Linked DNA regions of Mus musculus: region 1 is linked to region 2. The links are chromatin contacts, called in public promoter capture Hi-C maps. All regions are on one chromosome and are shown on one strand. Each heading gives the region's core, a stretch centred on a gene start, on an enhancer-like site or on the middle of the called end of the contact. The rest is flanking DNA. Distances are from core to core; before and after follow the strand shown.

Region 1 (5,318 bases), core at 210-2,709, 300 kb before region 2:
TGGAATTACCTGAGTACATGACCCACAACTTTTCTGGGGGAGAGCCCCTCTTCAGAAAGCAGAATTAGCATAAAAATCCAAATAGCACCAGGGCAGTCCACAACAGAAACCACTTAGACTCATTATATATACACAATTACATATGTGATGGCTATCAATGTTTAAAGTGTGGGGACTTCGTTCTCTTCCTCCTCAGTATAAGAATCATAGAGATCAGGAACTTTAAAAGGGGGCTTAGGATTTAGGGAGCTGAGGCAGGAGAATTGTGAGTTCAAAGCCACATAGTGAGAACATCTTTAGAAAACCAAAAACAAACAAAAAGACACACCACATTTTTTTTTAAAAAAAAAGTGAATTAAAAAGTTCCACAGAAATATTTAAAATAAACCACTGAATTTAAAACTTACGGCTGAAACATTCAGGCATTTAATAAACACTGGTTGTCATGTGGGACAACTGGAGGCCAGCAGACAGAAACTGTAAGAAGCAACCTCCGAGAAGGTGACACTTGGTGGGTCTAGAGCTCAGGAAAGCCTGCAAATGACTCTATAATTCAAATGGCACTTTTCCCATCCCCGAGCCTCCAGCAGCTCCCTGGCAGCAAGCCCAGGCTCAGTGCTGGATTGGCACCCATTCCGCAAAGGCATCCTGGAGGAGCCTTTGGAACCATTTGCAGGAGGACCTGCAGGGTCTTCCCTTTGTTCTTTGTTAAAACCCTGCTACCCACAAAATCTGATACCACAAATTATTACAGCACGTTCTCACTGACCAAGGAGAAAAACATACATGTAACGTCAGCACAGAAGTCGGTCTCCACCTCTCTGTGGGAGCTGATCCTGGTGTCACTATCACTGCCTTCATCATCCCAACTGCTAAGGACACACTGAACGAGGGTTTATTACAAGTGTGTGTGTGTGTGTGTGTGTGTGTGTGTGTGTGTGTGTACGTGTGTGTGTGTGTGTGTGTTTATATGATTTAATGTGTCAGTTGATCATAAGAAAAAAAGGACAAAGCAAAGAAACAAACTCACGATTTTTCCATTTTGTTCTGCAAAACGCTAAGGGCCTATTATGCCCTGTGAATGTGGCTAATCTCCTATAGCAGCGTGCCCTGTGGACAGACTTCTTGATGTTCTCCAGATGCTGGCCTTTTGGGAGAGGCCAGTATCTCTTTCAGCCTTGGGAGCTGGAGGCCCCTTTGGTTTTGGCTACCAGCATATCTAATACCATTTGGGTTTGAGGCCAGATAGCCAGGGAAGCTGGCACTGTGTGCCTTGGGCAGAGCTGCAGATGCTCACTGTGGCAGACCCTGCTGCCACTGGCTGTCCTCTGCAGTGTCCTGCCTTACTTGGCCCTGGCTTCTCTTTATTAACACAGTCACACTTTTATCTTGATATTGTGTGTGCAGCAGTTACAGAGAAGACCTTGGAATGAGGCACAGCTGAGTCACCACACTCACTCCTTTTTCTTTCTGCCACCTGCCAGTGTAGCAGTAGACATGTCGCAGCAGCGCTGTACTACATACATGGAGACATCTGCTGGGCTTTCATGGGAAGCTCTTCCTTAGTAAATGAAGAAAATCATCTCGGAAGACCCTCTTTTTGTGTGTCCCCCTTCTTCCCTGTTTAGAAAGGCACCAGGTGCCAATGTGACCCAGGAGCTGTGGTCAATGTATTAAATTGTGGACAGCAAAGATGTGTGCGGATGTAGTAGAGACTGGACCACGGCTGCAGGTGCACCTGCCTCTAGATTTCTTGCCATGTAAGATAATGAAATGTTCCTGTGTGAGTACGGAGGCACTGGGTTTTCTACAACTGCAGACAAAATCACTGCAGCTTGTCCCTCACTACTTCAGCACTGGCAAAGTCGCAGGTTAGAGGTGAGTCACGAGTCACCATCATCTCCAGAAATGGGAAGTGGCACGCGGGTGAAGGAGGAAGAACCAACCTTGTCTTCCAGCAGGACTGAGTTCACTTGCAAAGCTTCTGAGATCTAGAGTCAGTCAGAGCTAATCCTGAAGGCTCAGGCTGGCACCAGAACAAACCACCACGAGGGCCATCTAACCAGGGACACAGCACTGGGCTCTGTAACTGTCACATCAGCCACTTCCTCTCTCAGAGGACTATGAGGCAAATGTGAACAGGCCTCCAACTGATGCCTTCATTTCCCCTTATGACGTCAATGACCATCTCAACTGTTAAAGTCATTCCCTCAAACAGCTCTCACTGATGAACAATCGTGATGATATGAAACACCGTCCCTACGCTGGCTCTGTTGCCACATGGTCATACTAACAACAGTCAGGCATAGAGCCACAGGGAGAATGACAACCCTGCCTTGCTGCTAAGACAGCCTCTAGGGTGGGTGCATCTGGCTAACCCTGGACCACAGGCTCTGTTTTCAGATGTGCAAAGTCAGAAAGTTGGTTCCCAGGAGCACTTATATAGACACCATTGCTCAAGCATTCTTAAGGGACTATATATAACCAGTTGGGAGCCCCTTCATTTTATTCCATGATGTTCAAGGACATCTCTTATGCCATTTCACCTTTGGGAAAGCCTTCTGATGAGGCTATACTCTAGAGCTCTTTCCTCAGGAATACAGGCCTCTGTTGCCATCACCAAGGGGCCTTTGAAGCAACAGGGGACACAGCATAGTAGGGACAAAGGAGACCTACCGCAAGAGGTCTGGGGTGGTGTGTGGAGAACTGACAGTCTAACTTCTCGGACTCGTCGGCTCCGTCCATCTCCCCTTCATCACTGGACAGTCGGCTGGCAAGGTCGCCTCCAGCTGGGAGCAGAGGGGGCTCTGGAGTGTAGCCGCTGTGGTTTGAAGAAGTACTGCTGCTTATGCTGTTTGCAGACGATGGTCTAAGGGTGAGACGGGGGGAACACAGAGAACAAGTTGTCTTGAGGAAATCAGATCCACCCATTTCATGCCGCCAAAAAGCAGTCCTGCCACGATGTCAGGGAGGGCGAGCCAATGGCACCGCTCTAAAGGGAAACATTAAACTGCAGGGGTCAGAGCTCTCCTCAGGGACCCACTACTGTTAGTAGTACAGTGCTCTCTGGCTTGCTGCCTCTGGAGTACAAGGCAAGCCCAAGAAGGAACCCCTAGTGTGAGCAGGGGGATCGGGACATGTGAACTTATGCAGAGTCGAGTGACTGTGTTCTGGGAGTTCATCTACAAACACTCACCCAAGATCAAGTGTTACCAACAGTTTAGTTTATGTCCTCTCAGACTTCCTTAGTGTGCATGCATGAATTAAAAATAAAAAAAAAAGTAAGAGGATTTGAGACGGGATCTCATGTATCTCAGGTCTTGAACTCACTAAGTAGACAAGGACGACCTTGGACTTTTGAGTCTCTTTCTTTACCTCCTGAGTATCTGGGGTCGTAGGTGTGCGACACCATGCCCAGTGGATGCAGTGCTGGGGGTGAAAGTTGGGGGCTTTGAACACGTTAGGTAAGCACTCTGCCAACCCGGTCACACTCTCTTCCCAACCATTGAAACCGATTTCTATTACATTATTATTTTATGTGTCGGGAATCTTGTCTGTAGGTATATCTGTTCATCACTTGTGTGCCTGGGTGTCTGAGGGGCCAAAAAAGAAAAAACTGGATCCTTATCTTACAGATGGCTATAAGCTCGCTGCTGTGTGAGTGCTAGGAATTAGACATGAACCCAACCCTAAGCATTTGTTTCTAACTTTTCTAAATGGCTCTTGGGTAAGTAGTCCAGCCACCATGGCAAACCCTCCTGGTCCTGCAGGATAAAGGTAACCTGGATTTTGTTAATTACATCTTGGTTATACAGGAAAATCCCTTTTTCTTTGTTTTGTTTTTTGTTTTGTTTTGTTTTATTTTGTTTTATGAGACAGGGTCTCTAGTCCTGGTTGGCCTAGAATTCTCTATGTAAACCAAGCTGACTTCAAACACACAGAGATCTGCCTGCCTGTGCTGCAGAGTGCCTGGATTAAAGACATGCACCACCTAGCCCAGCAAAATGCAAAACATGTAACATAGGCTGGGCTTGAACTCATGGTCTTACTTGCCTATGCCTCTTCAGCAAATCCCAAGTGGCAAGTGCCACAACAAGCAGCTATTTTCACTTTTGCAAGAAGTCTTTACAAGTGAAAAGTCAGGGTCTATATATGTCAAAGGACACTAACAAGAATACACTACAAATAAAATTGTAACACACTAATATAACAACTGTTAAAATTAGGTTAGGTAAGTATTCATCAATATATCATTGCTTTCCAGCATGTAGGGGAATTTTCATAACAAACACTGAAAACAGAAACAAAAAAAGAGCTAGCAGTATCCATATGCCTAAGAAAGAGACTGAAAGAGTTCTGTTTTGGTTTCATTTTTTCCCCTGTTTTACAGATATACATTACAATAATGGGTCTCATGTAGCCCAGGCTGGCCTTGAATTTGTTATGTCATGGAGAATGACCACGAATGTTCTTGTGCTACCTCCCAAGTGACAAGAGGCCAGGCCTGGGCCACCACATGCAGCTAATCTATGTACATCTTGTTAATTAATCAAGTTAGTTAAAAAATTAACATATCCATCATTTCTTAGAGTTATATTTCTACCACCTACCAGGAGTTGAACTCGGGGCTTTTTGCTAGCTAGAGAAGTATTCCACCACTAACTGGAACTCTTTTACAGTTTTATTTTGGGACAGAGTCTTATCAAGTTACTCAGGCTGGCCTTGAACTCACTCTTGAGCACAGTGCCCTCTTTTTTTGGGGGGGGGGGTTACAGTGACCATTAGATCTGTAACACGGTCTTATCAATTAGAGTTGCCATTGGGCATTGCACCCCCATAACTCACTCTGGACCTGGACCTAGACCTGTCCTGGCTCCTGTCATTCCTCCACCTCTCAGTTGGTCACAGTACTCTAGTCTCTTTCTCCCTTCCCTTGGCTTCCTTTCCCTCTCCCTCCCTTCCTTTCTACTTATTTATGGAAGGTGGGGAACTTACCATAGGGTCTTGCTATATAGCTCAGCCTGGTCTCACAATAGTCCTGCCTCACTCTCCTGCTGCTGGAATTACAGGCCCAAGCTACTATGTCTAGCTTCTGCCTACTATTTCTGAGTTCAACTTTGTAAAAAAGTTAACATAAAAGTGGAAACAGAGTGTTTTTTGGACTTGTTTTGGTTAACAGAACCCTCTCAAAGTTTATTCATGTTGCTGAAAAGAGCTAGACTACCATTTTTTATGGCTGAATAATGTTCCATTATGTTACATGTAACAAACTTTCTTTTGTTTTTTGTTTTTTTGTTTTGTTTTGTTTTTTTGTTTGT
Region 2 (5,875 bases), core at 2,323-4,822:
ACTCAGGCTGAGTCATTATCCCACACAGCTCTGCGGATTCACCCAAAAAGTCTAGAAAGGAGATAGCTGTGGGGTTGGCAATCAAAGAGCCTGAAATAGTCTCCACAGCACAGATAAAAAGGCAAACTGATAGGATGGGGAAGAGAAAGCAAGCCCTCCCCTGGGCACCAGTCTGCTTTGTACTGTGCCTTCTAAAATGCAGCTGTTAGCAGTCTGGCTGAGAAGGGAAACAGCCACCCGGAGGGCAGCTTCAAACTCCTTGGTTCTCTCTTGTGATTTTAAAGATGGACCTCTTAGGCTCTGAGACAGCTTTGCTTCAGTGTTCCTGGATGGTATCGAGGTGTGTCTGCAGGAGCCTGCATTCTAGCAAGGGCAGGGCACCACCTCATTTTGCTCAGGGTGTTCGCTTGCCAGCATCCCCATCCCTCAACAGCCGTGAGTTGAAAGGATGCAGTTGAGTTACACTGGATGCTGAATTGAAAGCTTGCCCAATCCCTTGCATTTTCCTATTTCCTTGTCTCTCAAAACTTCTGCCAGTACGAAGCATGAAAGTTTCATTGTGGGTTATGAGATGAAATCTTCAAGCTGACCCAGGTGTGACCACGTCTGAGTGTGATGTAGCCAAGGCAGATGTGGAAACAGCTCCTCACCTTATGTTAAGGCCAGGCAGCGAGTGCTGTTTCTGCTGTTGAGACTGTCTCCCCATTTCATCCCTGAGTGGAGATGTCTGGCTGTCTGCTTTGTGGGTGTGATGTTTCTGTTGGGAGGCTGAAAACACGGACATATTTACTCTTTCCCCGTGTGTGGTGCTGACTGAAGATCACTTTATTTCAGATGTCAGCAAGTAGCTCTTCCCAGCTCTCCCTGTTTTCTTTGTACTCACTGGAAGTCCTCTTGTAAGAGTGCCTGGCAGTGCCTTCCTGCATACTCATCACAGAGAGGAAGTTGCCCCTTCACACAGAGAATGTGGTCACAGACCCCACCTACTGTGGCCCTGAGTTCTGGCAGCCAGGTATAGTGAGGAGCTGAGTGTGGAATATGAATGATAATCATATTTGTTCTCTCTATTTTGGTAGATGTGAAATTAGGCCATTTTTTAGATAGATATAGGTATAGGTATGTGTATAGGTACAGGTATATGTATAGGTACAGATATATATTTTTACAGACATGAATGAATCTTAGATACCCAAATCAAATATTAAAACTTTTTATCTCCTGCCACATTGGCTACCAGGGCAGCCAAGGAAAGACTGTTTGGCATGAGAGTCTGAGGCACTGTCCCCAAAAGCTAGCCTTGTTCCTTTCATGGGGCACACCCAGCATACACTATAGAGGCTTCAGAGCAGGATTTAAGCAGCTCATCTGACTGGAACCAGATGCTTTTCTGTGACTGGGCTGTCCTGTGTGACGGAGTGTGTTTGGCAGCATCTCCCTCAAGGTGGGAAGAACGGCTCCCTCCCCAAGTTGTGACAACCAAAAAAAATGTGTCTAGCTGTAATCATCTCTCAGCTTGGAACCACTGCCCAGAAGGATGGGGCAAATATTCCCCCTATGTTGTCTTCTTACTGTCCTAGAAGCCTAATGGTCACCACTGACACTGGAGACTATATGCGTATCCCTGGCTTTTTCAGTGGACATTCAGGGCTCCATTAAGTGCTCAGTAATCTCCATTCCCACGGAGCTCACTGGTGACACTGGTATTGCTGATCCAGGGAGTAATGTTGAAAGCCAGGACCAGTCTGTGCAGGCCGCGAAACATCTGTATTATCCTTTTTTTCTCGCTGTGATAAAACACCACAGCCAAAGCAACTTACACAAAGAAAGGTTTAATTGGAGCTTATGGTTCTAGAGGATAAGAGTCCATCATCACACAGCAGGAAAACATGACAGCAGGCAGACATGGCAGCCAGAATAATGGCAGAGGGCTCACAGCTCTAACCTCAAACAGGAACCAGAGATCAAATTGGAAAGGAGTCTTTGGAAACCTCAAAGCCTGCCTCTAGGGACAGACTTCCTCCAGTGAGACCACACCCTCTAAGCCCTCCCCTTGAAAATCACCAACTGGGGAGCAAATATTCAAATGCCAGACACTCCCGTGGAACATTGTATCATTCAGACCACCAAGCATCCTTATGACCCTGGCTAGGAAGTTCCTAGACCCAATCTAGTGGATGGAAGACAAAACCATCCTGCATTAGAAACAAGATTCTGTTGGTTATAGAAGACAGGCTGTCTCTTTCCTCTGACTCTGTCTCTGGCCCCTGCTACCCCTGGCTTTGCTGGTTCACCCCACCAAAGTCACAGACTCTGGGGGACACTGGGCAAGGAGGCCCAAGCATTGGAGCCACCTTTTGGACAAAGTGAGCATGCTCCTCCCTAACAATGAAATACATGGTGGAAGAACCCTCCTCACGCATAATATTGGGCCCAGGATTCAGGGCAGAGCCCATGGGGTAGGCTAGTGTGAGGTCCTGGCTACAGATTGTCTCTGCTTCTCTCTTAATCCAGCCTGAGGCTCTCTCTTGTGTCTGTTTTCTCTGGCCCTCCCTATGGGACAGCTGTGGTGAGTCAGGGGCAGCTAAATGATCCGAGGCCCCCCCTACATGAAGGCAGCCATTTAGAGCAGAGATGAAGATTGCCTTCCTTCAAGGAGGGCATGGGAAAGTGGCACCTTAAGACAGGAAAATTAAAGGTGACTCTGCACCCCTGAAATAATCTCACTTCTGACCTTTTACAAAAGCTTGGAGCCTGAGAAAGGTCAGTAAGCAGGCACGTGGAGTTATAATATGCACAGTGCCCCTTGGAGAACAGTGTGATGACTTCTAACTGCCAGAGGCTTAGAGAGCTGGCCTCATGGGGAATGCCATCTGGAAAGATGCCCAGGTTCCATGTGGAAGAGTTGTATCCTCAGGCGAAGGAGGAGGAGGAGGAGGAGGAGGAGGAGGAGAGGAAGAGGAAGAGGAAGAGGAAGAGGAAGAGGAAGAGGAAGAGGAAGAGGAAGAGGAAGAGGAAGAGGAAGAGGAAGAAGAAGAAGAAGAAGAAGAAGAAGAAGAAGAAGAAGAAGAAGAAGAAGAAGAAAGAAGACGAAGAAGTTGACAACAACGAAGGGGGAGGAGGAGGGGGGAGGGGGAGGGGAGGGGGGAGGGGATGAAACAAAGACCAGAGATTCTAGAGAAGACACAAAACTGGGCTTCTGGCATCATCCACAGGAAGGGACTCAAGCACAAATTAAGAAGCCTGAGGCTCTGAACATCTTGTCCAGATGGGTTTTTAAAAAGAATCCAGACACCTTTTGAACAGAAACTGGGAGGAGAGAAGCTGACTGGGTAGAGGAAGTGTCTTTATGTGAGAGGATGTTAAGGATAGGACAGGCATCAGGCAGGCAGGCAGGCAGCGGCTGTGACCACCTAAATTGCTGCTGTAATGGCCTGGCATTCTTCTTTGCATCCGCAAGGATGTGAAATACAGACAGCAGTCACCCCTCCTCTCAGCTGCTGTGTTCTCTCTGCATGTTGATGCAGCACAAGCCGTGCGGTGCTATATTTAGCGCACACCAAAATACCTACCACCCAGTCTGCACCCTCCCCTGCCCTGCAAATTAGCCACGGCTGCAGTGTTTCTGTTTCAGCCCCAGGAGAGTGTACTCTGTCCCAGAAGAAGTGCCTCTAGGAACCATGGTGGCGAACATCACAGCAATGGATCCTGATGATGAGGGTTTTCCTGGCCGCCTCCTCTACAGCATCACTACCACCAGCAGCTATTTCATGGTAGACCAGCGTGAGTCATGCACAGTAGCCTCTCCTGCATCCTCGAATGTGAATGTTGAGTGGGTTTTACAATGCTTTCTCTTCCCTCAGGCCTTTCTATCTAGGTTCACCCTTACTTGTCAGGGAAAGGGCGTGTTAAAGGCAGCAGACACCCACCAAAATGGTGGTCTGAGGAGGTCTGTGTGTGAGCAGCTGGGTTACCTTTCACCTTTATGGGAAATATGAAAATATTCTTCTTAACTGCCATTATGATTAAGGTGCAACCCCTGTAAATAGAATGCACATGTCACCATCTGTGTAAAAATGAAGACTTAAGGATATAAAGAAAATTATATTTTGTGGTGAGTTTCTTTTTGTTTGTTTGTTTGTTTGGTTTTGGTTTCTTGAGACAGAGTTTTTCTTTATAGCACTGGCTGACCTGAAACCTGCTCTGTAAACCAGGCTGGCCTCAAACTCAGAGAGCTACCTGAGTACTAGGATTAAAGGCATGAACCACCACTGCCCAGTGACACACACACACACACACACACACACACACACACACACACACACCACAGTGCTGGGGATTCAACCCAGGACCTCATCTATGCTAGGCAAACACTCTACCTCCGAACTTCCCACACCTTTTTTCTGAGTATTTAAACTAAGACTCTGGTTCCAAGTAATAAAAGTGACAGCAAATCTAGCTAAGCACAAGACAGTAGAAAGGAAGAGAAGATAGGAGAGGAGGAGAAGGGAGAGGGGAGAGGGGAGAGGGGAGAGGGGAGAGGGGAGAGGGGAGAGGGGAGAGGGGAGAGGGGAGAGGGGAGAGGGGAGAGGGGAGAGGGGAGGGGAGAGGGGAGGAAGAGGCACATCTCATAAGAAAGAGTCAGATAATCAGGGCAGAGGACCTCAGCAGCTCAAGTTCTGGGCTTTTGCCTGCAGCTCCAACTGTAGCTCACTCACTCTCCGATGTGTGTTTCTTAGCAACAGATTCTCCAATAGAGAATCCAGTGGATCAAATTGAAGTCAGCTACCCACCAGTTCTGTCAGCAGTGGACAGTGCTGTACTCAGGGCCCAACCCTGAACTGTAAAGTGTAGCTTTAGAGAAAGATCAGGTCAGGTGTTCCAATAAACATCAAACCCAGAAACACACGACATGTCTGTAGAGGGGCTATTCCCGGTGCAAGCTGATCATCATTCTGGCACAGTCTTTTCCTGTGTTCTCCATTGTCTTCTAATCTTTGCCTCCTTAGTGACAGGGACAATCCAAGTGGCCCGAAGGCTAGATCGAGATGCAGGCGAACTGAGACAGAATCCCATCATTTCTCTGGAAGTTCGAGTGAGAGACAGGCCCTCTGGGGGTCAGGAGAACCGCATGCAGATAACCTTCATTGTGGAAGACATCAATGACAACCCTGCAACATGCAGAAAGCTCACTTTCAGGTAGTCACCAGTTGGAATGTATCCCCTCTTGGGTGGTGCTTGACCCATGGATTCTCTGATAAGGCATGGCATTGGGGACTGACTCTCTACAAGCCGATTTGAGGTGTCCCATTTCCTTCAAAGATCGTTTTGTTATTCCTTACCCATTTCCATCCCTCCTCATTATTTCTCCTTCACTTTCCACCTGTTTTTACAGCTTTTTAATTTTGTTCCATTTGCACCACAGGCCCTCTCTGGACTGTGTCTTTTCTTTACTTACTACTGCCAGGGGTGAAATGGTGCTGTTAGCACTTGTAATAGATGCTGGAGAGTCAGAATTAGTAACCAAGCACTCCCAAAGAAATCTCAGTATATAATATGAATAAATCAAAACAAGTCAGTGGGTAAAACGAAACAAAAATCTAATTCACCTGACACGACTTAATTGCATACATGTGGAGGGGAAATACAGAATGTATCTGAGACATGAGTTATATTATTTTCACTTGTTCTTTGACTCACAGTTAATTCACAATCAGTTTAAAGTAAAGCCTTTTAATAATTGTTTATTTTTATTTTATGTATGTTAGTGTTTTGCCTGAATATATGGCTGTGCACTACATGCCTACCTGGTTTCCTACAGAGGTCAGAAGGAGGTATCAGACTCTCTGGATACACACAGAACATACCCTTGCTCATT

Evidence for each region. Promoter capture Hi-C pulls out the DNA fragments that hold promoters and counts their contacts.
Region 1: a promoter capture Hi-C map of neural stem cells shows a contact between it and region 2. The contact joins two enhancer-like sites. A contact is called at or near these places in 4 of 39 promoter capture datasets (cranial neural crest, frontonasal cranial neural crest, liver and 1 more), 4 of 115 datasets of contacts at active chromatin or transcription factors (craniofacial prominence, embryonic hindbrain and embryonic stem cells) and 4 of 9 other capture datasets (adipose tissue, embryonic stem cells, liver and 1 more).

What each region holds. Positions count from the first base shown.
Region 1 is chr12:33,356,207-33,361,524 of GRCm38.p6, reverse strand. It overlaps Atxn7l1 (ataxin 7-like 1), which reads right to left. Exons shown (of 11, transcript NM_001374022.1): 8 at 2,677-2,869. Atxn7l1os2 (ataxin 7-like 1, opposite strand 2) reads left to right here. Exons shown (of 4, transcript NR_131031.1): 4 at 1,485-3,282. Among named protein-coding and RNA genes, the nearest start is that of Atxn7l1os2, 36 kb to the left of the region's middle. Within about 2 kb of position 1,459, at least 44 of the 459 cell types and tissues checked have an H3K27ac peak or open chromatin away from gene starts, as enhancers often do. A contact at or near this core is called in neural stem cells, where this site is marked.
Region 2 is chr12:33,059,553-33,065,427 of GRCm38.p6, reverse strand. It overlaps Cdhr3 (cadherin-related family member 3), which reads left to right. Exons shown (of 20, transcript NM_001024478.1): 7 at 3,632-3,780; 8 at 5,007-5,196. Among named protein-coding and RNA genes, the nearest start is that of Cdhr3, 30 kb to the left of the region's middle. Within about 2 kb of position 3,572, at least 52 of the 459 cell types and tissues checked have an H3K27ac peak or open chromatin away from gene starts, as enhancers often do. A contact at or near this core is called in neural stem cells, where this site is marked.